4 separate regions of the Sus scrofa genome follow, and all the other regions are linked to region 1. Evidence: chromatin contacts called from public HiChIP or PLAC-seq data. All regions are on one chromosome and are shown on one strand. The core of a region is the stretch at or near the end of the contact, and the rest is flanking DNA. Distances in the headings are between cores, read along the strand shown.

Region 1 (7,094 bases), core at 2,484-4,983:
GGTCTTGGCAGTGAGGTGGACCAGTGAAGCCCATGCCGCACGTGGGCTCCCCAGGGCCCTCATCAAAGCACAGCGAGAAGGGAGAAAAAGCTGCCGTGTCACCCCAGAGAGAGTTCCAGATTCTGAGTCAGTCTCCAGGAGGACTGCGGGGTTGCCCAGCTGCTCCCATGTCTTGTACGCAGTTTGCACAGTAAACACTCTGCACAGCGGGTCACCTTTTGTCCGTGGGCAATCACCTCAGCTGTTCCTTCAGTTTGGGGTCACTGGAACAAGCTCCAGGTCCAAGGCCAGTGACACTGCTGTGGCTACAGGACGTGGCAGGGGTGGGGGGGAACCTTCTCCAGGATCAGCTTTCCTCTGAGGCACCCACCTCCAGGCCCCTGTGAGGCCTGGCAGCTCAGTTCCCACACTTTAGAAGGGAAGGTGGCCGCCTGGGCGGCGTGCCCTCTGAACACCTGCCCGCTGTTCCTCTTCCCCCAGCAGCCTCTTCAACCACCCGGTCATGAGGCGGAAGGAGCATTTCCCCTTCGAGAAGCTTGGCATAGTGATGATTGAGGACCAAATATTAAAACAAATCATTTTCTTAACCTCTGTGTGGCTTCACAGCTCAAGCTAGAACTTTCCTTGCTTCTTTTCGACCTTGACCAGTAAATCCGCGTGTTATCCCAGCTCCCTGTGCTCAGAAAAGGTTCCTGAAATATCTGTTGCAGGAGCTTAGGCACTGCCCCACCCCCACTTTAACCGTCTCTCAAAGGTCTAAGCATTTTGATCTTCATGCGCTTGTGTTCCTCTAGTACATACAAGACTTCTTCTCTGTGGTGACCACTACTTGTCTCTCCTGTGCTCATGTGTTATCTAAAAGTGTGGCTCTGAACTACAGGGAACCCAGTTTTAGGTGACGTGAAGGTGGTTTATCCTCCCTCCCATTTGCTTTCCAGAAGCCTCCAACCAAAAGCAGAATGTTAATGAAGCTATTTCCAGCTCTGACTTCACACCTGCTTCATTCTGCGTCAGGTGTTCAGAATCTCCCTAAAGAAAGCAGCTCGCCGCCACCCCCCCCAACCCTGACATGAATTCATTTCCCTCTACTGAAGGGAAGATTATTTTTTTGCTTTTTTTTTTTTTTCTATGGCAGCATATGGAAGTTCCCAGACTAGGGGTTGAATCGGAACTACAGCTGCCGGCCTACGCCACAGCCACACCAGATCTGAGCTGTATCTGCGACCTACACCACAGCTCAAGGCAAGGCTGGACCCTTAACCCACTGAGGGAGGCCAGGGATCAAACCCACGTTCTCATGGATCCTAGTCAGGTTCGTTAACAGCTGAGCCACCACGGGAACTCCAGAAGGTTATTTTTAAATCTGCTCTGCTTCTGGGGGGATACATGACCATGGGATACATGGGCTTTTCTTGCTTTGGAGGGGAAGAAAAGGTTTACCAAACCCCTCTAAAAAATGTTCAGGTTCAAGACTCCCTTTTTGAAAAATGCCTGCTTGAACACACAGGTCAGGTGGAGCTGGAATTTTTAGGGAGGGCTTCTCTTGCAGGCTAAGGAGTACTGATTACTGAAGTACGGGAGACTTTCTGGCTCCCCTTTTTCTTAGACGAAATGCCACGGCCAGATGGGGTGAGGCAGGGGGTGGAGGTGGCCTTACTATTTAACTCACCAGCGTCATCTTGTGTTTCATCGCACCCCCACGTGTTGGCACTCTGGCGCTGCCTTTTAAGCAGGGTTCCTTCAGCTTTGCATCCGTGGATGACCTTCCAAGAGACTCTGAAACCCCTAAAACCCTGCAACAGGATGCACCTGTGTGCCTCTCTTCTGGCTTTCATCAGTCAGTGGGGTCTTTGACTGGGAACACCTGCTCCCAGCCCTGGAGGGCCAGTATTTCAATGTTGTGTTCCTGCAGTTGTGGAACAGGAATCTTTCAAACTTCATCTACTGTCCCTTGATAACAAAGAATCGAAGTTCAAAGCCAGTAAAGCAATGCCATGGGCTGGAGCCGCACCTGGGAATGCAGGGAAACCTTAGCCTGCAGTCTGGAAAAAGCGGTTCTAGAACCTCTCTCCAGACTCCATGACAACCGGCAGCTGTCAAGGCTCTGCAAAGCACTGAACCTGCTGACCAATTCAGAGCTCTGGTCAAGCCTGTTTACAGATGATGATCCATAAATGGGGTTAACACTTACCTCATGGGGTGAAGGGTCAGGAAGCTTGCCTGCCCGCAGGATGTGGTCTGTGTGTGACCTTTTAGCACCCATCCTGTAGGTGCTCGCTTGTTTGGTCTCCACCAGAAGAATCCATCTGGCAATGACCTGCCTGCCAGAGCAGTGCTTTGCAAACCTCAGTGTATAGATGAGTGACCTGGGGAGCTTGCTTAGATGGAGCCTAGAAGTCTGTATTTCCAGCCCACTCACAGGTGATGCTGACCTGGGGACCACACTCTCAGTAGTGGGGTACTATGACAGGCTTAAATTAGGGGTTGACTGAGTGCATCTGCCTTGACTTGGGCATTTGATCTCGCTGTCAAGCCTAAGGAAGGAAAACAGACATAAGGCCAGATGACCTGGAAAGGGCTGACTTCATGGAACGACCAACGAAAACATTCCAAAAAGGGCCAGGCTTTGCACCATTTTGCTGTTTATTTCAAGTTTACAGAGAAGCTTAAACATCTGTGGAAAAACACCAAAGGCTTAATATTCTCTTAAGTTCATGTACCTTTTTAGTGATAAATACACAGTATTTAACTTTGTACACCTGATAAAAGGAAAATGCATAGTAGAAAGGATCAGGAATAAAACAGAAGCATCGGGCATGAAATCAGTCACAGAATAGAAAAGTCAGCAGTCCCGCGAAACTCGGCCTGTAAAGCTGAGAGAAGATGAGAATCGACGACCTTGACACTTTCCCTAGCACCTTGGAAGCAAGTGGAGGTCTTGGTTCTTCCCGCCCCCAGGCAATGGGAAGCTCCCCTTTGGAAGATGAGTGAGAGTGACAGGTCGGGCCTGTGTCTCTAAATGCACAGCTATTCGCTTCCTTGCCTTGAAAGGACTTGAGGACGGAGCCCTAACTCACGGGAAAGCCCAGGCCAGTGGGGAGACAGCCTCTCCGGCCCCAAGTGCCAACGAGGGGCTGGATAAGGCTTTATGGGAGCCACTGGCCAGGCTGCAGACTAGATGGGGGAGTGGAACAGGGCAGAAGGAAGATGGGTAGAGGACGTGTGCTTCCTTCAAGGCCACAGGTGCAGGCCATGTCTTGCTTACATCAAACTGGTCCCATTGATGAGCCAGTGATGGAAGAGGTGGATGGGTATCCTCACCTGGAAAAGCTGCTCATCACAGCTTCTGCCCTTTCCTAACAGAGCTGACTTTGGGGGGAAAAAAAATCAATGTTTGTGCTCTAAGAGTGGAGACGAACCCCAGGAGTCTGTGCTCCAAGGAGCTCTAATGCTTTATGTTACACACCTCCCTGCTTATACTTTTCTCCGTGGGGCAGTTCCTTTCCACAGCTTTCTTTGGTGTTTCTTATTTTAAAAAAAAAAGTAATGAACATAGCCCCCTGCCCCCCCACCCCCACAACAGTTCATGGTGCTGCCTGCTCGCTGGCTTTCCACGCCATGTAATCTTAGCCGGAGAGTTTCATCGTGGGAGAAATGGCGTTGCCCGATGCGGTTGTGTAAACACAGTTCTGCAGAGGCTCTTGCATGCTGCCCGCCCTCCCTGGGCAAGCCACTGCACAGGCCGGGCCAGAGTCCACATAGACAGGCTGGGACTAAGACTAGGGACTGGTTGACAGGAACCACTGCAAGGTGCTTATTGCAAACTAACCAGACCCCACTTGCTCCCAGTAGGGGTGGAGCCTGTAAACTGAAACAAGTCCAAGAGGCAAGAGGAAGTGCTAGGTTACAAACAGAAAGAAAGCAGGCCAGAGGCCCCTGCAGCAGAGGGTGTACCTTTGCTCTTGGAAACCAGCATTCCCTAATTCAGTACTGCTTATGAGAGAGCAAGAGAAGCCTGGCTAAACCACAGTCAAGAGCTTAGGAAGATCTAGGGAGGCCAAGAACACTGGGGCTCTGTGAACGTGCTGGGCAGGAAGGCACCTGGTCTGCTTCTCTGTCTCTCTGCAAAAAGCCCTCCTACCAACACTGAGTAGATAGAAACTACAAAAAAGCACTCCTTCTGAGCCCATGAAAGACCCTGTTTCCCCCAAGCCAGATTCCACAAAGCACTGGGAATTCCCTATTCGAAGTCCTTCCAACTTTCTTCCCCCTAGAACTTCACGCTCACCCACATGTAGCTCTGGAAGAAATCATACTTGAACTGCAACCAAACTTCCCAACGTCAGTGGAAAGTCAAAAAAGTAAACCTTTTCTTTCCAGACTTTTGGCCACAAAAGGGAACTTCTCGTGCCAAGCTCTGGTTCCCTGGGGCCCTGAGGAGTGCTCTGCGTTTCAATCATCATCTCTCAAAGGGTGCCCTAAAGTTACCGTAGAGATCCCAACAGAGCTTTGCCTGTGAGGAATGGTCATTTGCGTCTCAGCTGAAGGAAAGTACCTCCAATCTGGCCCTCCAGAAACTAGATAAGTGTTTCATTAACAGCAATCAGCTAGTATTTAAGAAGGAAAGAAAACCTTAGCCGTCTCTAGAATACATGGGTTATGAACAAGCAGAGCTGCTAAATATACAGGCATAGCTTTCACTGGCTCTCACATACCTGAAGCCGTGGGATATATCCTGGAAGCTCGAAATGATTTCTGAACTGCTCTAGAGTTCAGACTAGTTAGAGAACTGAACGTATTTTTTGTTTGTTTTTACTCCTAAGCCATGTAATGTACATGGAAGTGTAGGATTTCACCCTGAAGTTTTTGTCATTTAACAAGAGACTTACCAGAGCTCCTCAGTCAACTAAGAAAGATTCCAGCTTTGAGCCGATGTCATAAACACTCGTTCAGACCTTTAGAGGGGACCTGTCCCCCCACAACCACCGAATGCCCCTCTGGGGTCGGAAAATCCCCCTCCGGGAAGCTATTAAGCATCAAGCCCTTTCCTGACTACAACTTTACTCATAAAAAATTTGTAAAGTCCTTCTTAGGAGTAAGTTGCAGCAAAGCTCCCTGCAGTTTACTGAGGGCTAGCCCTGTCCTGACTCCTTGAGTCCATGGTTCTAGAAGGTGCCACGGTTTGGGGTTTGAGTTCTGCACCAAGTTACATCCCCCCCTTCAAATGTGGGTGTGGTCTCAGACCGCACCACCAGTTTTCTGTCAGTTTGGGCTGATTTTCAACCCCCCCCACACACACACACATTCACTTGGTATATCTGACATGATTCTGAGTTCACAAGGAAGGATTTTTGGCATAAAAACGTTTTAAAAAGCAATTGTCCCCAAATGCACGTGGCTTTGGGTCTGCAACTCCTCATACCCGCCCATTCAGCCAGCCAGCGGCCAAGGTCGATGTCATGGAGTCAAGTCTTTTTTTGTTGTTTTGTGTTTTTTGTCCCCTTTAAAACGGTTAAGAAATCAAACAAACGGAAAAAACAACACAGCAACCAGAGATGACGGTCAAGGCTCTACACACGTGCTCAGTTTCCGTAGGACATGCTGCTATGGAAACGCAGGGCGCAGCTGCTGAGGTGAGGTGCGGGACATGCGAGGTCGCGGTCCGGCAGCTACTCCATCGCCTCATCCGGCCGCGAAGGAGGTGAGCGTGCACGGGAGCCAGGGGCTGGGGGCCCCCAACTCCCCTCACAGGGGCCGCCTTTCACAAGAGCACTTCCTCCTCCCCCGCGAGGTGCAGCTCGGGGCCCGGAGGGCTGTCTTCGCTGCCTTGCTTCCTGCTCACCGAACAGAAAACCCTCGTTCAGACCCGGGCGGTGCCGGCACGTGACGTCCTGCACCACCTGAATCTTATTTACATCTTTTAGATTCTCTCCCCCTTTTTTTCTTATGTGAAAGTTTCAAAGGAGACGCTATATCCCCTCTGTGAACGGAAACCAGCATCATGTACCAAAAATAGCAAGGAATTATAAAAATAGATGCCAGCCTATCCCCCAACACCTAAAATCACTGGCACCTGTCACAGGTCAGGTGTGGGCTCCACACTGGGGCCTGTTCCTGAGGGGTTTTGGCAATTCCACGCCCAGTCTTTAGTCAATAAGCTCTTGCAGGGCAGGAACCCAGACCCTTGTCTTCAGTTCCCCAGTGAACTTCTTGGGGGCAGCAAGCAGGACCACCTGACTTGGGCGGGCACAGAGCCAGCCTTCAGGAAGTGGTTGTCAACAGAACTGCCCTCCACATACAGGCCCAAGGGACACTACAGAGGAAAGAAGGGCCCTCATCTTGGCAAAGTGTGATCAGAGTAGAAGAGACGGAGTTGGTGGGAAGTAGGGTCTTCACATCCCCCCAGAGGCCACATCCTAAAGGGCCCCCAGCTAGAGCCTCCTGGGGTGACAGACACAGGCAGCGTGATGGGAGATATGAGGGGAATCCCTAAGGAGGGGCCCAATCCTTTGCCATCATCAAGCAAACACTGCCCCCTCTAAGGGGAGCCGCTGGGCCTGCCACACAAGACTGATCTCTATCATGTACCCCTGGTGGGAAGGGGAACTGCCCTTGCATGAGGGAAAGACAAGCTTGATGTCTGGACGTGCCTAGGAAGAAATTCCTCTTTGTTTAAAAATCACACGCATAGGCTTTTATGTGTCTGCCAAAGAACAAGGGTCAAGTTTCCGGGGAGGGAGCTGTAACTAGATATCCAGTGAGGCCCTCCGTCTCTGCCCTGGAGCTGCCTGCTTGTACTGGCTGCTCTAGCAGCAGGCAGCAGGCAGGCCACGGGTCCAAGGTCTCCAACAACTATGCTGCAAGAGCTCTAGGATGCTGGATCACAGGGACAACTAAAGCATCCCATTCACGGGCTGAGAGCAAGGGCAGGTAGTCCCAGGTGTTTCTGAGACTGCAGGTAAGGGAATAGAGGCAGTAAAGTCCTTCAGGCCAGTCTCAGTCTTTGGTGTCTTGCAACTTTAATCTCATTCAAAATGAAACAGGAGTTCCTGTTGTGGCTCAGAGGTAACGAACCCAACTAGTATCCATGAGGA
Region 2 (6,546 bases), core at 2,867-5,366, 400 kb before region 1:
AACAACTTGAGTCACTGCAGTCCAGTTTTTTTTTTTTTTTTTTTTTTTGGTCTTTTGAGGGCTGCACCTGTGGCATTTGGAGGTTCCCAGGCTAGGGGTCAAATCAGAGCTGAGGCTGTGGGCCTGCACTATAGCCACAGCAGCTTGGGATCCAAGCCACATCTGCGACCTACACCACAGCTCATGTCAATGCCAGATCCTAACCCACTGGTCGAGGCCAGGGATCGAACCTGAATCCTCATGGATACTAGTTGGGTTCGTTAACCACTGAGCCTTGATGGGAACTCCCTGCAATTTGATTCTTAACCCACTTTGCCATGGTGGGAACTCTGAAGGCACTGGTTTAAGGGTTAATTAGGCTTGGCTTCAAGTCATGGTCTGTCTGTGACTTGGGTTGTATTATTTACCTCTCTGGATCTATTTTCTCATTTGGAAAATGAGGATAATACCCTTGCTTTATGGGATAGGTGTTAACTGAGAATGCATTATGCTCAACACTGGACCTGCTTGTGGGAAGCTGTCAGTGAGCAGACCAGGAGCTGTGCTGCTTTGAAATTGACCTGGCTTTACAGATTCTCTGAATATTTCTCATCTGTCTCTCATTCTCTGATGTCATATCGTCATAACATACCCAGAGCAACAGATTCTTTTTTGTAATTTTTCCCTTCCATATCAAGATTTCTCTCTTGGAGTTCATGTTGTGGCTCAGCGGTAACAAACTTGGCTAGTATCCATAAGGATGTGGGTTTGATACCTGGCCTCACTCAGTGGGTTAAGGGTCTGGCGTTGCTGTGAGCTGTGGCATAGATTGCAGACATTGCTAAGATCTGGTGTTGCTGGGGCTGTGGTGTAAGTTGTCAGCTACAGCTCCAATTCGACCCCTAGCCTGGGAACTTCCATATGCTGTGGGTCCAACCCTACAAAGAAAGACCACCCCTCCTCCCCCCAAAGAAGATTTCTCTCTTAAAAGTAAATATTTAGTAGATTTTTTTATTGTTGTTCGGTTTTTTTCACTGATATCTTAGGCTAAAGTTGTAAGTGGTTTGTAGTAAGGCCTTTTCTTTGATTTTCCTTTGCTTTTACTTTTGGATGAAGTTTCTTTATGGTCTTCTCATAACTTTTTTTTTTTTTTCCCCCTCCAGGTGTCATAGCTTCTATAGCAAGCGCTATTCCCGAGCCCTCTATTTAGGAGCCAAGGCGATTCAGCTGAATAGTAATAGTGTTCAGGCTTTGCTACTTAAGGGAGCAGCACTTAGAAATATGGGCAGAGTCCAAGAAGCAATAATCCACTTTCGGGAGGCTATACGTCTTGCACCTTGTCGCTTAGATTGTTATGAAGGTAAGATAAAAAATATAGATTAAAAAAAAAATAATAGGAATCTCTAAGTGTGGTGACAGCACTCAGGTGGAAAGTTTTTGTTAGGCTGCATTTCCCAAACTTCACTGTACATTGGAGTCTGTTGTCTGGGGGGAACTTTTAAAAATCCTCATGCCAGGTCACTCCATTACTGTTTGTCACAATATTTGGGTTTGGGGTAATACAAATGTGCAGAGCCATTTGGGAGGCATTGCATTAGGCATTATAAATTTATTCAGGACTCTTTAACTGTACTTTTTGTTCCGTAGTTTGAGAAACCATTTTTCTCATTCTTTGTTTCTGATTTTTGGTGAGGGTGTAGTTGGGATGGGGATTTTTTTGTTCTATTTTGTTTCTTAAATGTGGCCCACTTATTGATGTGCCTCTCTCTGTGCTGGCGCTGTGCTAGATTGTTTGGTTATATCTTTAGATTCTTTTTTTATAGTTGCCTTACCTTGGGTCAGAAAGAAATAACTTAGAGGGTAACTTCATATACATATGACAGTGTTGGTTGTAGGAACTGGTCAATTCAATGGGACCTTCAGGGTGGGCATGATCAGAGTCAAACTTTGTTTTGTTATATACTATTTTAAGTTCATGTCAACTGACCCTAGGAGTTCAAAGCTGTGCCAGCTTCAGTCACAGACGTTAAAATAGATCCCAAAAGATGCAATTCTTCCAAAGTGTATTTTTATAAGAATTGAAAAATATAGCAATCTAGGAAGGGTTTGCTCTTAATAGGAAAATGAGTTCAAGTTTGAGAAATGTGGAAGTTGGAGTAAAAAAAAAATTGGCTTAGATAACCAGAGAACTGTGACCTTTTGTGGGTTTGTTCTTAAAGAAATTACAGCAGAGTTCCCTTGTGGTGCAGTGAATTAAGGATTCAGAGGTGTCACTGCTATGGATCAGGTTGCTGCTGTGGCACAGGTTTGATCCCTGGCCGGGGAACTTGTGTATGCCACGAGTGCAGCCAAATAAAGGAAGAAAGAAACTGCAGCAAACCAAGCTTTTAGTTTCAGATTAAATTCTTAATACCAAAACTGTAGCTTCCATAACCTTCCAGCTGCTTTTATCACGCTAACTCCTATCTGCTTATTTCACAAGAGCCTGGGAATGCAGCTAATTAACTCCTGTTACCACGGTGAGGGCTTGGACACAGGATGGTTAAAGTTGTACCGGCGTTGGCCAGTGAGGCTTTCACTCTTGCTACAGTTTGGAGATTTGGATCAGGGAGACTTGGTTATGTCCTCTGGTGCTTCTTGCAGCCTCCAGCAGAGCTTCCTTTACTGGTGGGAGCTCTGGATTAGCGAAGTATGGTTTTAACATTTCCCTTTGAACTTCCAGTGTGGCTTTAGCAGGAAAGGAAAGCTATTCAGTGAGAAGTTGCAAACAGCCATATTCCGAATCCAACATGTTGCCCTTAAGAGGTAATTTCTTGTTAAGTAACTGTAGTGTATGATAGAGTGTGCACAAACATTATAAATGCCGCTAGGGTGGAGGAATATGCAGAGAAAATCTGCCGGGGAGGAGTTCCCATCGTGGTGCAGTGGAAACTAATCCGATGAGGTTGTGGGTTCGATCTCTGGCCTCGCTCAGTGGGTTAAGGATCCAGCGTTGCTGTGAGCTCTGATGTAGGTCGCAGACACGGCTTGGATCCTGCGTTGCTGTGGCGTAGGCCACAGCTGTAGCTCCCATTAGACCCCTAGCCTAGGAACCTCCGTATGCTGCAGGTGTGGCCCTAAAAAAACAGACCAGGAAAAAAAAAATCTGCCACTGTGTGAGTTTGGAGTTTAAGCTGTTTTTCTGTGAGTACTTTGTCCCAGAAAGTATTTCCTCTGTTCTTCATTTCTTGGCATGAAGAGTTGAGAGTTGACCTCTACTTGAAGTGTCCCCTTGGAGCATCTTGCTTTGGTTATGGAAAGAGGCAGGAGCTGCCGATCTTGGTGTATTTTGGTCCGTCTAATTAAGCCCTTTCCATCTAGTTTAAGGAAGCTCTCAGCAAATGCCTTTTGAGATAACTTTTATGTTTCCAGTGAAACACAAAAAGTCTTCCTTTCTCTGTAGGTTGCTCCCTGGGTACTTAAGGAGCCCTCCCCCTTAAATGTAGGGCTAAAAGTGACTGAGCTCACCTGGAAATTAACAGCTTGTTAGGAGGCAGCAAAACCTTGGGTTTTGCTAGAAACCTCATCTTACACAGTTTCAATTAATGAGTAGTGTCACATTTATTACTCTTTCAGCTGTGCTGCCAACATGCTTTGGTTTATTTTATGCATGTTTGTTTCCTTCGCTAACTGAAGGTGCCTTTACACGGCAGGCTTTTTCCACATCCATCAAGTCCTCTGGGAAAGAGCACTTCTTAGCTCTTCTATCAGCATACCCTCTGGTCTAATCTCACCATTAGAGATTTCTCCTGGCCTGCTTTTTGTTTGAAACTATGAAAGTTTGCAATTTGAAAGGCTGTCAGGGTGGAATCGTGTCTTGGAATGGTAATGTGGTTGAAATTTCTGTTATATTTTTTCAGGTCTCATCGAATGTTACTTAGCCTCCAACAGTATTCGAGAAGCAATGGTAATGGCTAACAATGTTTACAAAACTCTAGGAGCAAATGCACAGACCCTTACCCTTTTAGCCACCGTTTGTCTTGAAGACCCAGTGACACAGGAGAAAGCCAAAACTTTATTAGATAAAGCCCTGACCCAAAGACCGGATTACATTAAGGCTGTGGTGAAAAAAGCAGAACTACTTAGTAAGTGTATCTTGTTTACTTCCCTGTAACTCATTAATTGTGTAAAACCTGATTTCAGTTGGGATTCCCTAGTCCCAGCTGGTTACAGATGATCAAACAGGTACTGCTTTTGCAGTAGGTCTGGGCCCCTGTGCATTGGTTTATATTTAGCTTAGACCTTGAATTGGCAGGGACTGACTTTTGTGGAGTGGCTCAAACCAGCTATACTTTGGCTAGTACCTGTTCACCTCACTTTGTCCTCAACTAATTTGGGCCAAATATAACTGGTCATAGCCAGTTTGAACTATTTTGACCTATTTTGGTTCCCTTATAATTTCCCTTTTAGCCTTGGTTTTCTAAGTCCTGATTTATGATGAACTGAGTTTGGGCTAGTTTGGCTAATAAAATACATTTTGACTCTTTCTTTGAACTTTGTTAAGGATAAATTTTTAAAAATCAGAACTCTGGAGTTCCTGTCATAGCACAGTGGTAATGAACGTAATATCCATGAGGCCTTGGCTTCATTCCCCAGCCTTGATCAGTGGGTTAAGGATCCGGGATTGTTGTGAGTCTGTGTGTAGGTCACAGATGCAGCTCAGATCCCTCTTTGCTGTGGCTGTGGTGTAGGCTGGCAGCTACAGCTTCTATTCAGCCCCTAGCGTGGCAACTTCTATATACCGTGGGTACAGCCCTAAAAAGACTGACTAAATAAATAAATAATAAATAAATAAAAATCAGAACTCAAACTGCACATTTCCTAATGGATTAGGTATTCAAATGTGCTCATTCTCACTCCCTGCCACGCTACTGTTCTCTTGACATCTATAAATAGGGATCTCAGATCTGTCACAATCTGATGTCAGAATTTCATTATTGTTGTGGTGGGTTTTTTTTTTTTTTTTTTTTTTTTTTGTCTTTTTGCCTTTTCTTGAGCCACTCCTGCGGCATATGGAGGTTCCCAGGCTAGGGGGCTAATCGGAGCTGTAGCCACTGGCCTATGCCAGAGCCATAGCAACATGGGATCCGAGCCGCGTCTGCGACCTACACCACAGCTCACGACAACACCAGATCCTTAACACACTGAGGGAGGCCAGGGATTGAACCTGCAACCTCATGGTTCCTAGTCAGATTCGTTAACCACTGAGCCACAATGGGAACTCCTGTTGTGGTTTTACATATATGACTTGCAATGGGAATATATTTCGAAACATTGTGTAAGTAGGAAAATAAGGGTCTTTTTCTTTTCAGGCAGAGAACAGAAATATGAAGATGGAATTGCTTTGTTGAGGAATGCACTAGCTAATCAGAGTGACTGTGTCCTGCATCGGATCCTAGGAGATTTCCTTGTAGCTGTCAATGAGTATCAGGAAGCAATGGACCAGTATAGTATAGCACTAAGGTAGGCACTTAGCCTCCCCGGGGGGAAGGTTGATGAGGGGTAGAGGAGGCAGGGAACAATGTAACAGGAGTTCTGCAAATACACTTTGTATCCACAGTTGAAAACAGAGTAATAATAGTATGGTAGAAGAGTTGTTTGTGAATTTATGACTTCTGAAAATTTTTTCTTAAGGTATACTAACAACATTAAAGAACTATTTCACTCATAACCAGCCACACCACTATAACATCTGTTTTCATTTGTGTAGATCATCTTCCTGGCCTTGCCAACGCATATACATATTTTTATAGGGTTATATGTAGTATATATTTTATATTCTGCTTTTTCAAATCAAAGTATTGTGAGTACTTTCCCATGTTTCTACCTACTGTAGTAGTTAAGAACTTAAGCTCTGAAGAATACTACCTTTACTATCTGTTATCTTGGACAAGTTACTAACAAATTTCCTTGTCTATATCTACCTTATTAGGTATTAAATAAGGATTAAATGATTATTCCATGTAAAGCTCTTAGCAAGCACTGTGCCTGGTACATAGTAAATACTAAATAAATAGTGGTATTCTTACTGCTTAATACAGAAGTGATTTCTTTGAGGGTTGTCTGTGTGTCTATAAAGTTATGGTGGAGGCCTGTCTTTAATCGACTGTAATCACATTCATTTACGTGTTCAGCAGTTGAGCACCACTCATGAGACTGGCATCTCAGTAACCACTGGGGATGCTGTGATTCCGGGACCTTTCAGTCTCCACAGACTGATTGATGCCATGTGCTAAAAGTGCTTTCATAGCAGTCTTTAGAAGGCAAGGTGGGAGTGCAGAGGATGGGGAGCCCTGGGTGTGGGTGAGAGCTGTATAGAAGGTTTCAGAGAAGAGGGATATTACAAATCAAGCTACACTAAGTAGGAGCAGGATTCCCGCATGGGTTTCACCTGCCTTTTGGAAGCCCAGAAGCACATGTGAAAATAAAATACCAGACTTTAATTAGAGGTGGAATTTGCTAGAGATTGGACACCATGTGGCCTTGGTGGATGGTCACAAAGGCCAAGAGGACAGGAGTTCCCATTGT
Region 3 (6,570 bases), core at 2,540-5,039, 350 kb before region 1:
TCCAACAACTTAACCTCCCCTACTTTTATCACGCATAAGAAGGGCAAGCAAGACCATGGGCTACCTTTCAGAACCTCCACTCAAGCATTGTATTCAAAGATCAACATAACCAAGTGTAAGGGTTCCCTCCTTGCCCCATTTTATTAATTCCTAGTGTTGCAAGAATATGGCTTATTTTCACTGTAGCTCTATGGTACTTTTTTACTTACTGTGGGTGGGGTTAGGTTCCCATGCTAACCCACAAAAGTCCACTACTTGAAATATCATTTTAAATTCTAAACAAACAAAACCATAAATCTCCCAACTTCTATTTCAAAAAAATTTAACAGAAAAACTTTAGTGGTACGAGTTTTACTTTTCACCCAGACTCACCAATTATTAATGATTTGCCACATCTGCTTTCTCTCTAAACACATACCTTTTCATTGTGAACTATACACAGCTATCATCCACATCGTTTTATAAACATCCCTTTTGAAGCAAACCTTTCCCAAACACATCTACTATTCTGTGTTTATAGATCAAGAGTTTAAAGATGTTTGGGAGTTCCCTCTGTGGCACAGTGGGTTAAGAATCCAACTGTAGTAGTTTGGGTCACTGTGGAGATGTGGGTTTGATCTCCCATCGGGGCAGTGGGTTAAAGGATCCAGCGTTGCCACAGTTGTGGTGCAGGTTGCAACTGCCACATGGGAATTTCCGCATGTCATGAATGTGGTCAAAAAAAAAAAAAAGACATCTAGGTCACACATTTCGCCATTACACATCACTGAATTTTTCTGACAGCTGAGGGTGACCATGAAGTGGAAAAAGAAAAAAAACAAACAAAAAAAAACCTGTAGAACTTAAAACTCTGAAGACTATCAAATGTATTTTTATTTGGAGACAAGTACTTACAGAAAAGAGCATGTTCTTCTTATCTTGGTTGACAGCCCGTGGGTCAGGGACAGGGTCGGTGTGCTTGATGACAGAGACAGACTCACCTAAGCAGTTGGGATAGAGAAGGTTTGTTCAGATGTGTGCAGTCTATACCTAGAACCTTAGTACCCTCATCCACTCATACCACCACTCACCGAAAAGGACAAAAAGGCCCAATTCATTCAAAAGGGCAGAAACTAGTAAAATTCAGTAATAGAAAACTAATTTCAGAGGGAAAAAGGCAAAATAAAGGTATTTAATTTTGAAGTAAAATCCTAGTCAAGTAACCTTTATTTTCTTGAGTAACTGTTCAAATTTAGTTCATTTGCAGGTATCATTTTATACTCTAATATTGTGAATGTAGATCTGTTGTATACTTACATATACACACACTCCAATACTTTAAAAGGTGAAAGTATATTTACTTTTAATGAACAAACAAGATACACCACATGAATACTGAGAATCATCCATCGGAAAGCCTCTTTTTGTTCAATAATGCTGAAGATGAGAAATGAAAACACTGGTCTAAAAATATCTGCATACACTAATAAGATCATTCTTATTTCAACAAAACAAAACAAAAACACCGGCAATAAGGAGTTGCACTAAAAAGATCACATGGTATAAAAGACTACTTCTTAGAACTTTCACAATGACTTGATGAATTTGGTTGCAACTTAACATCACTTAAGAAATGCAGCTGATCCTTGAACAACTGCAGGAGTTAGGGAAGCCAGCCTTCTACATAGTCAAAAACTTGCATAGAACTTATAGCTAGCTGGCCCTCCATATACACAACTTCCCTGTATTTGAAGTTCTGCATCTGGTATAGGCAGCACTATAGTATCTACTACTGAAGAAAAAAAAAAAAAAAATCCACATATAAGTGGACCTGTGCAGTTCACACCCATGATGTTCAAGGGTTAACATCAGGTTGAGTGATGTGAAATATATATAGTCCCAACTGTTAGCTTAAATTTCAAGCAGCAAATTTCACTCTCAATATTTGACTAAAGAATCTGGTTCTTCAATCTGTGATTTTTAAACAAAAAAAAAAAAAAAAAAAAAAAAAAACATTTAAGAAACTCTATGGAAAGTTTTAAAACAGTAATTATTTCTGTTAACATGATATGAAAATTTCGTACACACAACCTGATCAATTCCTTCCCTGCCATCTCATGGCTTAATCAGCTTCCAGGTCGTTGCTGCTAACAGGAATTTCAATAGGTAAGCTATTCATAAAGAAACAATAAAAACTGCAGAGCTCAAGCTACTCACATGCCTACCGCTGTGGCATTATTTGCTTTTCAAAATTAATCATCAGATAAATCTTGATAATCTTAATTTTCCATTTACTCTCTATTTAATTCAGGTTAGCATTGTTTAAATTAATCTTCTGACCACCTTACTTCCAGTTAATATGAACCCTCCACCCTAGACCGTGCCTTTATCAAACAAAAACGGGAAAACATTCCAAACAATCCCAAATCTGAGTGTGCAAACTCTAGGTGTAAACATGCACCATTTGAGGGTGCTAACTTTTGTTAATCGCACATCTGATTATTGAAAAGTGTATCAGATGTGAGATTAGCATTCCAGGAGTCTATTTTTCCTGCCTAGAAAAAGAACACTAAGTAGGTAGTTCACTTTCCACAAAATGGACAACAACATTACTTCAACCTAAGAATATAAACTCTGCTAATGAAGCAATTTGTAAACTTTTTAAAAAAAATTTAAAATGTGTTTTAAGATCAAAACTAACTTTTAATAAAATTAAAAGACAAATAGGCCTTTTGAAATGAGCACCAATTCTGTTTTTTTAAATTTATTTACTTATTTTTTTGTCTTTTGTCTTTTGGGGGCCGCCCCTGCAGCATGTGGAGGTTCCCAGGCGAGGGAGGGGTCTAATCGGAGCTATAGCCGCCGGCCTACACCAGAGTCACAGCAGCGCCAGATCCGAGCTGGGTCTGCGACCTACAAGGCTTATGGCCACGCCAGATCCTTAACCCACTGAGCGAGGTCAGGGATTGAACCCACAACCTCATGGTTCCTAGTCGGATTCGTTTCCACTGCGCCATGACGGGAACTCCTATTTTGTTTTTATTTTGTTTTTAAATCATAGCTTTACCCCATATATCAGCAAAATGCCAATAAAGCATTAAGAAATACTATCTCAGAGAGGATGAAGATGGGATACCGTAACGGGATAGTGGGGCAGGAGTCCACTGAATTGTTAGGTGCAATCTGAAGAAGCCTTCACACAATAGCCTTCCAATACAGAGTAATTTACCTGTGAGAATTGACTGGTCAACTCTTAGAGTAGTAGATTTGATGGACGTTAATCTTATATCAGCAGGAACTTTGTCACCAACTAATTGGGGAGAAAAAAGGCAGCCAAAATAAGCAACTTTTGCAACCGCATACATAAGGATCAACCTGTCTCAAAATCAAACACAATTTCTAAAGAAAATAAACAGCCTATATACAGCATAAGTATATACAATAAGCAATATAATCAACTTATCCTCAGGGTCATAGAAAGTCTTTTGCTGGATAGATACGAGACTTGAATTACAAAAGAAGGAAGAGAATAATGATGCTTGGGCAAACAGCTCTAAGTACATATTTTATTTACATTCTATTTACACATACACACACAGACACACACAGCATGATGAGGGGGACTGAATTGTACAAGCCATGATTTATTCCACTGGGAAAGCTAAATTATCAATAGGAAACACATGCCTCTTTAAAACGATGCTCAATTAATCTCATAGTGGAAAAGGCAAGATAAAACCAGACAGAGAAATCACTTTTTTAGCCACACCCATGGCACACAGAAATTGTCAAACCAGGGATCAAACCTACACCACAGCAGTGACTCAAGTCACAGCAGTGACAACGTCAGATCCTTAACCTGCTGAGTCATAGGAGAACTCTGGAGATTATCACTTTTAAACTATCAAATTGACAAAGGAATTAAGAAAAATGCATCAAGTTTGAAAGCATGTATAGAACCAGGGCATCTTATACAGGGTGACTATAAGATATGGGTATTTTAGTATTTAATAAACAAAACACAACAAAAACCAGAGGCACAAATCACTTAGAGGCAAGTGCATGAGCAAACATTAATGAAAATTCTGTTAGTACACTGCTAACAAGAGCAAACTGAACATGTCACTAAACATATCATATAACAGAAATGGACCACTTAGTATTCAACTAGGTGTCCAGACTTTCTGACCACCCTATATATGTTGCTGAGTATGAAGAAAAAAACTTAAAAAATCTCTAGAGGAAAAACTGGCAATACATACCAAAATTGCAAAGCACAATTTTTTCACCGTATAAATTCCACTATAGACAGGCTCACAGTATGTGGTTAGTTTTTTTATTAGCAGTAGAAAAGAGACAACTCTATTCCAACTAAAGTGAAAATTTTCTCTAAGATATACTGTCCATTAAGTGGGAAAAACATGAGTGTGAAGCATCATGGATATGGAATTCCACTGCTAAGAGGAAATCCTCTGGGATGGTGTGACTGGTAACGCTGGGGAGCAGGGCATGAGTGGAAGGAGACTTTTCACCCTGTACCCTTTGGTACTTTGAAATGTGAATGATCAGATAAATGAATAAACTTCTTGCATAACCTCTAGAAGATCTTTAGGACAAGTGAGTCTTCTTTTCTGGCGAAGAGTTCCTTTAAAAACTCTTAAAGGGACCACATCTCAGCCCCTTTCCTTGATATGTCTGAAGTAAATGCCACAATGCAGACACAGGAACAGATAATCCAATGTTTCACATGCATCTTAAGAAAAATGCCCAGCATATTGTAGGTATTCAAATACTGTTTGTTGACTGTGTATACTTCAGCACCAAAGCAACTGGACAGTAAAAATAAGTGTGTACAATAGCTTTCCCTGACTTTAGAAGTCTTATGAAGGGACAGCTAAAAGTTAGGACAAATAAGCATGGTGCCCCCTAGAACTGTATATGATATTTTAAATAATTTACCAGACTTACCCTACCATACTGAAGTGGAACGCTATCACTAGTAATATACAAACTGGCAAAACAGCCATACTGTTCAAGAAGTAGCTTTATTTCATTAATTCAATCTTCAATTTGGTTCTGATTTTTCTGTATTTCAGAGCTTTTAAATTCAGGGAGGGAATGGTCAGATATTTGAGCTCTAATTCATGCAACAAACTAATGATCTACACAGGAAATGTGGTCACAAGGTGGCAGAGAAAGAGACTGTCAATATATAATCTCAAGAGGCAAAGATCATCCTTGCATTTGACTGCAGGGACACATTAAGTTAAGGTGAAATTCCTGCTGGAAATGCTTATGCAACAAACAGCAATATTCATGAGTGAAGAAAAAAGAACCTTTCATTTTAATATAATTCTGTTCACACTGCAATAAAGTAACCATATCCTAAACTTCAGTGATCTTCACAGATAAAATACTGCAGCAAGATGAAATTTTAAAACTTAAAAAAACAAAAAAAAAAACAAAAAAAAAACAACTTTTACTACATTAGTTCTGGCTCTCATAATTAACTTGATCCCAAATGACCTTGAACATGAAAAGAATACAAGTTCAGAGTTCCCGTCGTGGCACAGTGGTTAACGAATCCGACTAGGAACCATGAGGCTGCGGGTTCGGTCCCTGGCCTTGCTCAGTGGGTTAAGGATCTGGCGTTGCTGTGAGCTGTGGTGTAGGTTGCAGACGCGGCTCGGATCTGGCGTTGCTGTGGCTCTGGTGTAGACCCCAGCCTGGGAACCTCCATATGCCACAGGAGCGGCCCTAGAAAAGACAAAAAGACAAAAAAAAAAAAAAAAAAAGAAAAAAAAATTAAATTAAATTAAAAAAAAAAAAACAAGTTCAATGAGGAGCATATGAACCCTAAATGGAAAAATTATCTAAAAATGTTCCTTTGATGTCTGAGGCAATTTCTATCATGATACTAAAGGAACAGAAAACTTGTAACATGGTACAGAGGTCCCCACAGTCTCTATGCACATCACTTTAACAATACGTACCAGCAATCTACAAGGAGAACGTTTCGTTTTATACTGAATCTCTTTCTTTTTTTATTTTGCTTTTTAGGACCATACCCATGGCATATAGAGGTTCCCAGGCTAGGGGTCAAATGCCACAGCTACAACAATGCAGGATCCAAGTTGCGTCTGTGACCTACACAACAGCTCACAGCAACGCCAGATCCTTAACCCACTAAGCAAGGCCAGGGATCGAATCTGCAACCTCATGGCTCCTAATCAGATTCGTTTCCCCTGTGCCATGATGGGAACTCCTCTTTCTTCTTTTTAAACAATTTCATATATAAGCCTAGACTCATACTCTCATATACCTGGCCACAATTTAATTAAGGCTAGCAAGTCTGATATTCAAATTTAGAATCCAGGAGTTCTCTGGTGGCTGAGCTGAGGATCTGGTGGTGTTCCTGCTAGAGCCTGGGTCATATCCCTGGCTAAGGAACTACTGCATGCCACAATGCGCCCCCACCCGCCAACCAAAAAAAACCCAGAAAGACCTGAAAATAAACAAATAGAAAAACCAAAAAACTAAGGATCCAACAGTAGTATCCTGCTATATACGTTGCTGTGTTTCAGTGAAGCT
Region 4 (7,295 bases), core at 3,215-5,714, 450 kb before region 1:
AGAGAAAGTAAGTCAAAACCCTTTACCATTATTTTCAGATTTTGGTATGAAATACCTACTAACCCTATGACGTTATCAAATCAGGGAAATTATGTCTAAGGTTTCTCTTGTATTTTCTATTTGCTTGTGGATATTGTGCTCTAGACCTTTTAAGATCATGGGTATATGGGAATTCCCTTCTGGATCAGTGGTAATGAACCCAACTAGGATCCATGAGGATGCAGGTTCAATCCCTGGCCAGCATCTGCAGCTCTGATTAGACCCCCTAGGGCCACAGGTGTGCGCCTAAAAATAAATAAATAAATAAATAAATAAATAAATAAATAAATACATTAAAAGTTCATGGGTATATGTTGTATTCAGTAAGAAACTGTAATATTGTTGCCAATTTCTGCAGAATATTTTGTTGAGAGTAAAGAGAAAATGTACTTAATTCCCACCACTCTTTTTTTTGTTGTTTTTTGTTTTTTTGTGGGTTTTTTTTTTTTTTTTTTTTTTTTTTTTCTTTTTAGGGCGCATATCTGTGGCACATGGTGGTTCCCAGGCAGGGGTTGAATTGGAGCTGTAGCTGCTGGCCTACGCTACAGCCACAGCAATGCCAGATCCAAGCCGTGTCTGCGACCTACACCACAGTTCATGACAACGCCAGACCCTTAACCTGAGCGAGGCCAGGGATTGAACCTGCATCCTCATGGATGCCAGTGAGATTTCTTTCCACTGAGCCATGACGGGAACTCCTCACTACTCTTTCTATCATCCCTATCAATTCTTATGAACTAGTCTAATGCTGCTACTTCTGTTAAACGCCATTTTCTCATTCTTTCTTTGTCATCAAGCTGGAAAAACACAAAACATATTTTAATCTCTTCCTTATCTACATCTGCTTCCTTCAGCTATTCTTCATTTCTTCTCTTTTTCTGAATTTGATATCTTTGCTTTCTTTCTTGGTACTCTTTTTTTTGGGGGGGGAACCATTTTTTACTGTTCAGAGAGCTCCATTCTTTTCAGATACTGAAACTCTTCTGACACATTCTGAGGTGTTCTGCCAACAATGTAATTTGTGTTATATTAGACACGGTTTCCCTGCTCCCAGAAAAGGTCTGTGCTGAGTTCCATTCATGGTTTCTAAGAGTGTGGTCTGGGTTACCGACCTTGTCCTGACCCATTTCAATTCCTCTGCCAGACTATTTGACTTGACTTCTTAATTTAATTTTGTTTTCAACACCAGTTGAAAGCTCAGTAAACTTAATAAATTTGATGAGTCACCACAGTCTTTACTTGATTCTGAGATGGAAAAAAACAGACCAAAAGGAGGAAAAATAATGTAAAAGAATTATAGTGCAATGTTGGCCCAGCTCTCTTTTCAGATTGTTGAAATACCCTAGAGTAGGAATTACAGCTGTGGTGCAAGAGGATCGGCAGCATCTCTGCAGTGCCAGGACACAGGTTCGATCACTGGTCTGGCACATTGGGTTAAGATCCGGCATTGCCAAAGCCATGGCATAGGTCACAACAGTGGCTTGGATCTGATTCCCTGGCCCAGGAACTCTGTATGTCATAGAGCAGCCAAAAAAAGAAAACAAAATTAAAAAGCCATAGAATATATCAGAAGATGCAATTGATCAAGGATGGAATAAATCTAATTACCACCTTTACAATTCTTGGGCCCTTGAGGCAGAATGGGATGCCAAGAAAACAGAATTTTATGGTTTCTATAGATGAGGATTGGCCTGTTACTCTTTCCCAGGAAGCGGGATTAGAACTGAATTGGAATAATGGACAAGTACAAGCCTGTGCTACAGGCTAACTAACTGTTAGCATTAATCACATTATTTACATCCAACAGATACTTTGGAATACTCGTTCATATGCCAGAGAAGAAACGCTCTTCTGGGTTCTGAATCCCATAGTCTAGTCTTTTCCTCCACCCTCACAAAGTGACATTTAGAACTAGTTGGTTTTTGTAAGCACTGTTGAATCATCATCTGAGGAAATTTGTTTTTGCAGATAAGACAGTAGATTACAGGGAACACAAGTCTAGAGTTGTAATTGTGGGGAAATTCTTCAGCAGGGGAATGAGCAGAGATAAAGACAACTGGTTTACAGAGTACCAGAGCTTCAGAATTGCTTTGCATCTCAGCTGGGTGAGAGGGATAGCAGTCAGGCCAGAAATGTAATAACCATTTCTGCATTGCTGAAACCAGCTGCTGGATATCAAGACCCTGGGATTTTGACCTTTAAAAAAAAAAAGAAAAAGAAAACCCAAAAAAGGCCAGAGAAATTATGTAATGAGACCTGTCTTTGTCACAACAGTACTTTTGGCTTTTTTCAGTCTCTAGCCATCCTGAGCAGCTTGTACAAATGTATTTAAAGTCACAATTTTCATAAAAAGAAAGATGTGTCTGTGAATCCCAGTGTGTTCCTAAATGATGGTTGAGAGTTTTTTTCCTGAAAACTGGGTCATGTAAATGCAAATAAAGTTATATTGAATACCTTTTTTTAAAGCATTTTATGGAATTCCCTGGTGGCTCAGTGGGTTAAGGATCTGACATTGTCATTGCTATGGCTCAGGTCACTGCTGTGGTGTGGGTTCAATCCCTGGCCTGGGAACTTCCACATGCTGCAGGCACTGCCAAGCAAACAAAACAAACAAACAAAAGAAGAGTATTTTATTAAAGTTAGACTGTCAGAGTTCCTGTCGTGGCGCAGTGGTTAACGAATCCGACTAGGAACCATGAGGTTGTGGGCCTTGCTCAGTGGGTAAAGGAACTGGCATTGCCGTGAGCTGTGGTGTAGATTGCAGACGCGGCTCGGATCCTGGGTGGCTGTGCCTATGGCATAGGCTGGTAGCTACAGCTCTGATTAGACCCCTAGCCTGGGAACCTCCATATGCCGTGGGAGCGGCCCTAGAAAAGACAAAAAAATAAATAAATAAAGTTAGACTGTGTCTCACTGTTTTTTGTTTTTGTTTTTTTTTTTAATGGCCACACCCTTGACATTTGGAAGTTCCCGAGCCAGGGATAGAATCCAAGCCACAGCTTTGGCAACACCAGATCCTTTAACCTACTGTGCTAGGCTGGGGATCAAATCCTCACCTCCATAGTGACCCAAGCCACTGCAATTGGATTCTTAACCCACTGTGCCACAGCAGGAACTCCTCACTCTGTTTTTATAAATGCATTGAGAGATGTCTGGAGTGATACTTACCCAGTGTTGATAGTAGTTATTTCTGGGCAATGAGATTGATGTGACAATTAAGTTTTTTCTCTGTATTAATTTCTCTAGTGAACATATGTCATTTTTATAAAAATAATAAAGCCATAAGAATAAATCATGTACTTATTTCTCTAGAAATTATTTCTAAAGACTTTATATTTCAGTAGCCTCATTTTATTCAATTCAAAACCCTTGACCATTAAGCTTGGATATTTTTTTCCTTAAAGCTTTTTTAGATGTTACCTTTTACATTTGGCTAATGTTCTCTGCCTTCCTCCCCTTGTGTCTTGCTTAGCAAAAGATACAGATATTGTGGATGAAGCTATCTATTACTTCAAGGCCAATGTCTTCTTCAAAAACTATGAAATTAAGGTAAATTACAGAACTCTTGCTATTTTAGATTTTTGATGGGGATAATATCTACCTGGCAGTCAAGATTGATCTGAGGAATAAATGAAATGAGATTGCATGAATATAAAAATCCAGGAATTCCCATCGTGGTGCAGAGGAAACCAGTCTGACTAGGAACCACAAGGTTGTGGGTCTGATTCCTGGCCTTAACTCAGTGGGTTGAGCATCCAGTGTTGCCTTGAGCTATGGTGTAGGTTGCAGACATGGCTTAGATCCTGCGTTGCTGTGGCATAGGCTGGTGGCTGTAGCTCCGGTTTGACCCCTAGCCTGGGAACCTCCATATGTTGTGGGTGTGGCCCCTAAAAAGCAAAAAAATGGAAAAAAAAAAAAGATAAAGATAAAAATCCAGTGTCTCATTCTTTATGAATATTAGTTCCTCGTTTTTCCTCCAGTCTACACCATGGGTTGGCAAAGCCAAATCTGGTCCTCCTTTTTGTAAATAAAGTTTTATTGGAACATAGCAATACACATTTATTTATATATCATCTGTGGCTGCTTTCAGACCACAACAGCTGATTAGAGTAATTGTGACAAAGACTGTGGCCCACAAAGAATAAAATACTTAACTGTTTGGTCCTAAACAGAGGAAATTCGCCAACCTATGATCTAGATGCTTTATATTTAGTCAACAATAATAAAGTGCCTACTGTGTGCCAGTCCAAAACCCAAAAATTCTACATGCTGTGGTTTGGTTTTTTTTAATATATATATACTACTGTGTCCTGGACCTAAGGTAGAGAAATAAAGAAACTTCAGTGGTTTGGGCTCTTCCCTCAATCACCCTTTCTTCCCTTCTGCTCTTAGTTTTTGTGAGCTGGCAGGAAAGGCAGAAGGGAGGTGGCAGAAGAGGAATGGGGGAAATGGAAAAGGGAAGTTCTCTGAGCTTCTGCTATGAGCAAGTTACAAGGAATGTCAATAAATCTTCTTCTTTTTTTTTTTTTTTTTTGTCTTTTTGTCTTTTGTTGTTGTTGTTGTTGCTATTTCTTGGGCCACTCCCGCGGCATATGGAGGTTCCCAGGCTAGGGGTTGAATCGGAGCTGTAGCCACCGGCCTACGCCAGAGCCACAGCAACGCTGGATCCGAGCCGCGTCTGCAACCTACACCACAGCTCACGGCAACGCCGGATCGTTAACCCACTGAGCAAGGGCAGGGACTGAACCCGCAACCTCATGGTTCCTAGTCGGATTCGTTAACCACTGCGCCACGACGGGAACTCCCAATAAATCTTCTTGATAGTGTTCTAGAATATGGAACTTCAACTCCTTGCCAAACTTTGATCTCTTGGAATCAAACGGTGTAAACGCTTTATTTGTAGATTCTCAGTCTATAAACTGTAGTCTAAACATTCTGTGGAACTATATCTAGTCACTTAGGAACTCTGTCTAGTCACTTACGATGGAACATGAGAATGTGAGAAGAAAGAATATATACATGTATGTGTAACTGGGTCACCTTGCTATACAGTAGAAAATTGACAGAATACTGTAAACCAGCTACAATGGAAAAAATAAAAATCATTATAAAAAAATAAAAATTGATCATGTAAAAAGATTTTTTTTAATTATATGGGTAGAAAAAAAATTTTTAAATAAACATTCTGTGATGCTATGGATGTTTCTATATCTAGTGCATGGTCTTAAGTGTTGTGTTTATAGTTATAATTCTGCCACATTTCATTCTTGATGAAATAACGTATGATCTTAAAAATAGGGAGATATGTCATTTATTCCTTTAAAACTATAAATCTGTATAAAATTTGACCCGAAGTACATGCCACATTTAACATCCATTTGTCTTCACAGCATTTTCCTTTGGGTTGGGTCAAGGGTTGGGCATATGGAGCTCTTCAGGAACAAGTCACTTGTGAAATCATTGCTTCCTCCTTTAGAGTCATGAATGTTTCTGTTCTCAGCAGTGATCCTGAAGTGAAGGAATTTTTAGAAATGAGCCAGCTGTGTGGTTCGCCTCAGGTTTTCCACGTGGCTATGTTAACTCTCCTTCCTACACAGACAGAGGAGCTGTTGGAGCTGAGGGAAACAGGAGCAGCCACACAGCTCAGGGTGCCACTGCAGTGTCTGCAGGAGCGGACAGAAAGAGGGCTTTAAGATTGCATTTGAGAATGGGAATTGTTGAAGCTGTGGTAACTATGCTTTTGCATTTTTCAGTTGGTAAATCAAGACAAAGACTGGAGTTCCCTTCGTGGTTCAGTGGTTAACGAATCCAACTAGGAACCATGCGGGTTCGATCCCTGGCCTTGCTCAGTGGGTTAAGGATCCAGCGTTGCCGTGAGCTGTGGTGTGGGTCACAGACGCGGCTCGGATCTGGCGTTGCTGTAGCTCTGGCATAGGCCAGCAGCTACAGCTCTGATTAGACCCCTAGCCTGGGAACCACCATCTGCTGCGGGAGTGGCCCTAGAAAAAAAGACAAAAAAAAAAAAAAGAAAGAAAAAGGCAAATATTCAATTCATTTATTGCTCATACATTTTAATCAGGACTGTTTTTAAGTTTTATTTTCCTCCCATAGAATGAAGCTGATAGGACCTTGATATATATAACTCTCTACATTTCTGAGTGTCTAAAGAAACTCCAAAAGGTAATTCAACTTGGATGATCGTCTGTCGGAAAAACATATTAATGGGTATTTAGACTTAATGAGACTTTAATGACAAGTAGAAAATATTTCTTCTGACTTAAACGTGGACCTTGAGAGGAAAATCTGTAGATCTTTAGACTTACAGTGTGGATGACTAAGAAAAAGATAAGATAGTGGGGTTTTAAGGCTTTGTGTATATTTTTCCAAGACAGAGATCCTGACCAAAAAATTCCCTTTAGGAGTTCCCTGGTGGCCTAGTGGTTAAGGATTTGGCATTGTCACTGCAGTGCATGTTCAATCCCTGGCCCAGGAACTTCCACTTGCCAAAGGTGTAGCCAAAGAAAAAAGAAAGAAGAGAGAGAGAAAGAGGGTAGGAGGGAGGGAAGGAGGAAGCAGGAAAGAAGGAAGGGAGGGAGGAAGGAAAAGAAGGAAGAAAGAGGGGTTCTGGTTGTAGCAGAGTGGAAATGAATCCGACTAGTATCCGTAGGATTCGAGTTCAATCCCTGGCCTCGCTCAGTTGTTCAGGGATCCGGCGTTGCCATGAGCTGTAGTGTAGGCTGGCAGCTACAACTCTGATCCGACCCCTCTCCTGGGAACCTTCATATGCTGTGGGTGTGGGCCTAAAAAGCAGAAAGAAAAAAAGAAAGAGGAGTTCCTGTTGTGGCTCAATGGAAATGAATCTGACTAGCATCCATGAGGACGCTCGATCCGGCGTTGCCATGAGCTGTGGTGTAGGTTGCAGATGCAGCTTGGCTCCGGCGTTGCTGTGCCTGTGGTGTAGCCCAGCAGCTACAGCTCCCATTCGACCCGTAGCCTGGGAACCTCCATCTGCCATGGGTGCAGCCCTGAAAAGACAAAAAAACAAAGACAAACAGACAAAGAGGGATGGAGGGAGGAAGGAAGGAAAGAAAGAAAAGAATGAATACCATTTTTAAGCCCTTGGCTCAAGGGTTCTTAGCCTGGGGTCCAAGGATAGAATTCAAGGGTTCAGGATCTTGAGTGGGGAAAAGAATACCTCTTTCTTTCACAAACCTCCAACTGAAATTTAGCATTTCCTTTATTCATTAATGTAGGCA

The links. HiChIP or PLAC-seq counts read pairs in DNA pulled down with a chosen protein or histone mark.
Region 2: a contact with region 1 is called in an H3K27ac HiChIP or PLAC-seq map of alveolar macrophages. The contact joins two enhancer-like sites. A contact is called at or near these places in 2 of 2 datasets of contacts at active chromatin or transcription factors (alveolar macrophages and skeletal muscle).
Region 3: a contact with region 1 is called in an H3K27ac HiChIP or PLAC-seq map of alveolar macrophages. The contact joins two enhancer-like sites. A contact is called at or near these places in 2 of 2 datasets of contacts at active chromatin or transcription factors (alveolar macrophages and skeletal muscle).
Region 4: an H3K27ac HiChIP or PLAC-seq map of alveolar macrophages shows a contact between it and region 1. The contact joins two enhancer-like sites. A contact is called at or near these places in 1 of 47 Hi-C or Micro-C datasets (embryonic fibroblasts) and 2 of 2 datasets of contacts at active chromatin or transcription factors (alveolar macrophages and skeletal muscle).

What each region holds. Positions count from the first base shown.
Region 1 is chr14:31,362,035-31,369,128 of Sscrofa11.1, reverse strand. CAMKK2 (calcium/calmodulin-dependent protein kinase kinase 2) reads right to left here. Exons shown (of 16, transcript XM_021073030.1): 16 at 2,625-5,834. The coding sequence ends at 5,670. It overlaps P2RX4 (P2X purinoceptor 4), which reads left to right. Exons shown (of 12, transcript XM_021073038.1): 12 at 1-587. The coding sequence ends at 27. Among named protein-coding and RNA genes, the nearest start is that of P2RX4, 22 kb to the left of the region's middle. Within about 2 kb of position 3,733, at least 35 of the 83 cell types and tissues checked have an H3K27ac peak or open chromatin away from gene starts, as enhancers often do. A contact at or near this core is called in alveolar macrophages, where this site is marked.
Region 2 is chr14:31,765,306-31,771,851 of Sscrofa11.1, reverse strand. ANAPC7 (anaphase-promoting complex subunit 7) reads left to right here. Exons shown (of 14, transcript XM_021072834.1): 8 at 1,143-1,339; 9 at 3,879-4,103; 10 at 5,331-5,481. Among named protein-coding and RNA genes, the nearest start is that of ANAPC7, 21 kb to the left of the region's middle. Within about 2 kb of position 4,116, at least 3 of the 83 cell types and tissues checked have an H3K27ac peak or open chromatin away from gene starts, as enhancers often do. A contact at or near this core is called in alveolar macrophages, where this site is marked.
Region 3 is chr14:31,712,715-31,719,284 of Sscrofa11.1, reverse strand. It overlaps ATP2A2 (ATPase sarcoplasmic/endoplasmic reticulum Ca2+ transporting 2), which reads right to left. Exons shown (of 20, transcript NM_213865.1): 6 at 3,209-3,289; 7 at 895-980. Among named protein-coding and RNA genes, the nearest start is that of ATP2A2, 41 kb to the right of the region's middle. Within about 2 kb of position 3,789, at least 2 of the 83 cell types and tissues checked have an H3K27ac peak or open chromatin away from gene starts, as enhancers often do. A contact at or near this core is called in alveolar macrophages, where this site is marked.
Region 4 is chr14:31,816,065-31,823,359 of Sscrofa11.1, reverse strand. It overlaps ARPC3 (actin related protein 2/3 complex subunit 3), which reads left to right. Exons shown (of 6, transcript NM_001185135.1): 1 at 1-7; 2 at 3,512-3,588; 3 at 6,151-6,219. Among named protein-coding and RNA genes, the nearest start is that of ARPC3, 3.7 kb to the left of the region's middle. Within about 2 kb of position 4,464, at least 2 of the 83 cell types and tissues checked have an H3K27ac peak or open chromatin away from gene starts, as enhancers often do. A contact at or near this core is called in alveolar macrophages, where this site is marked.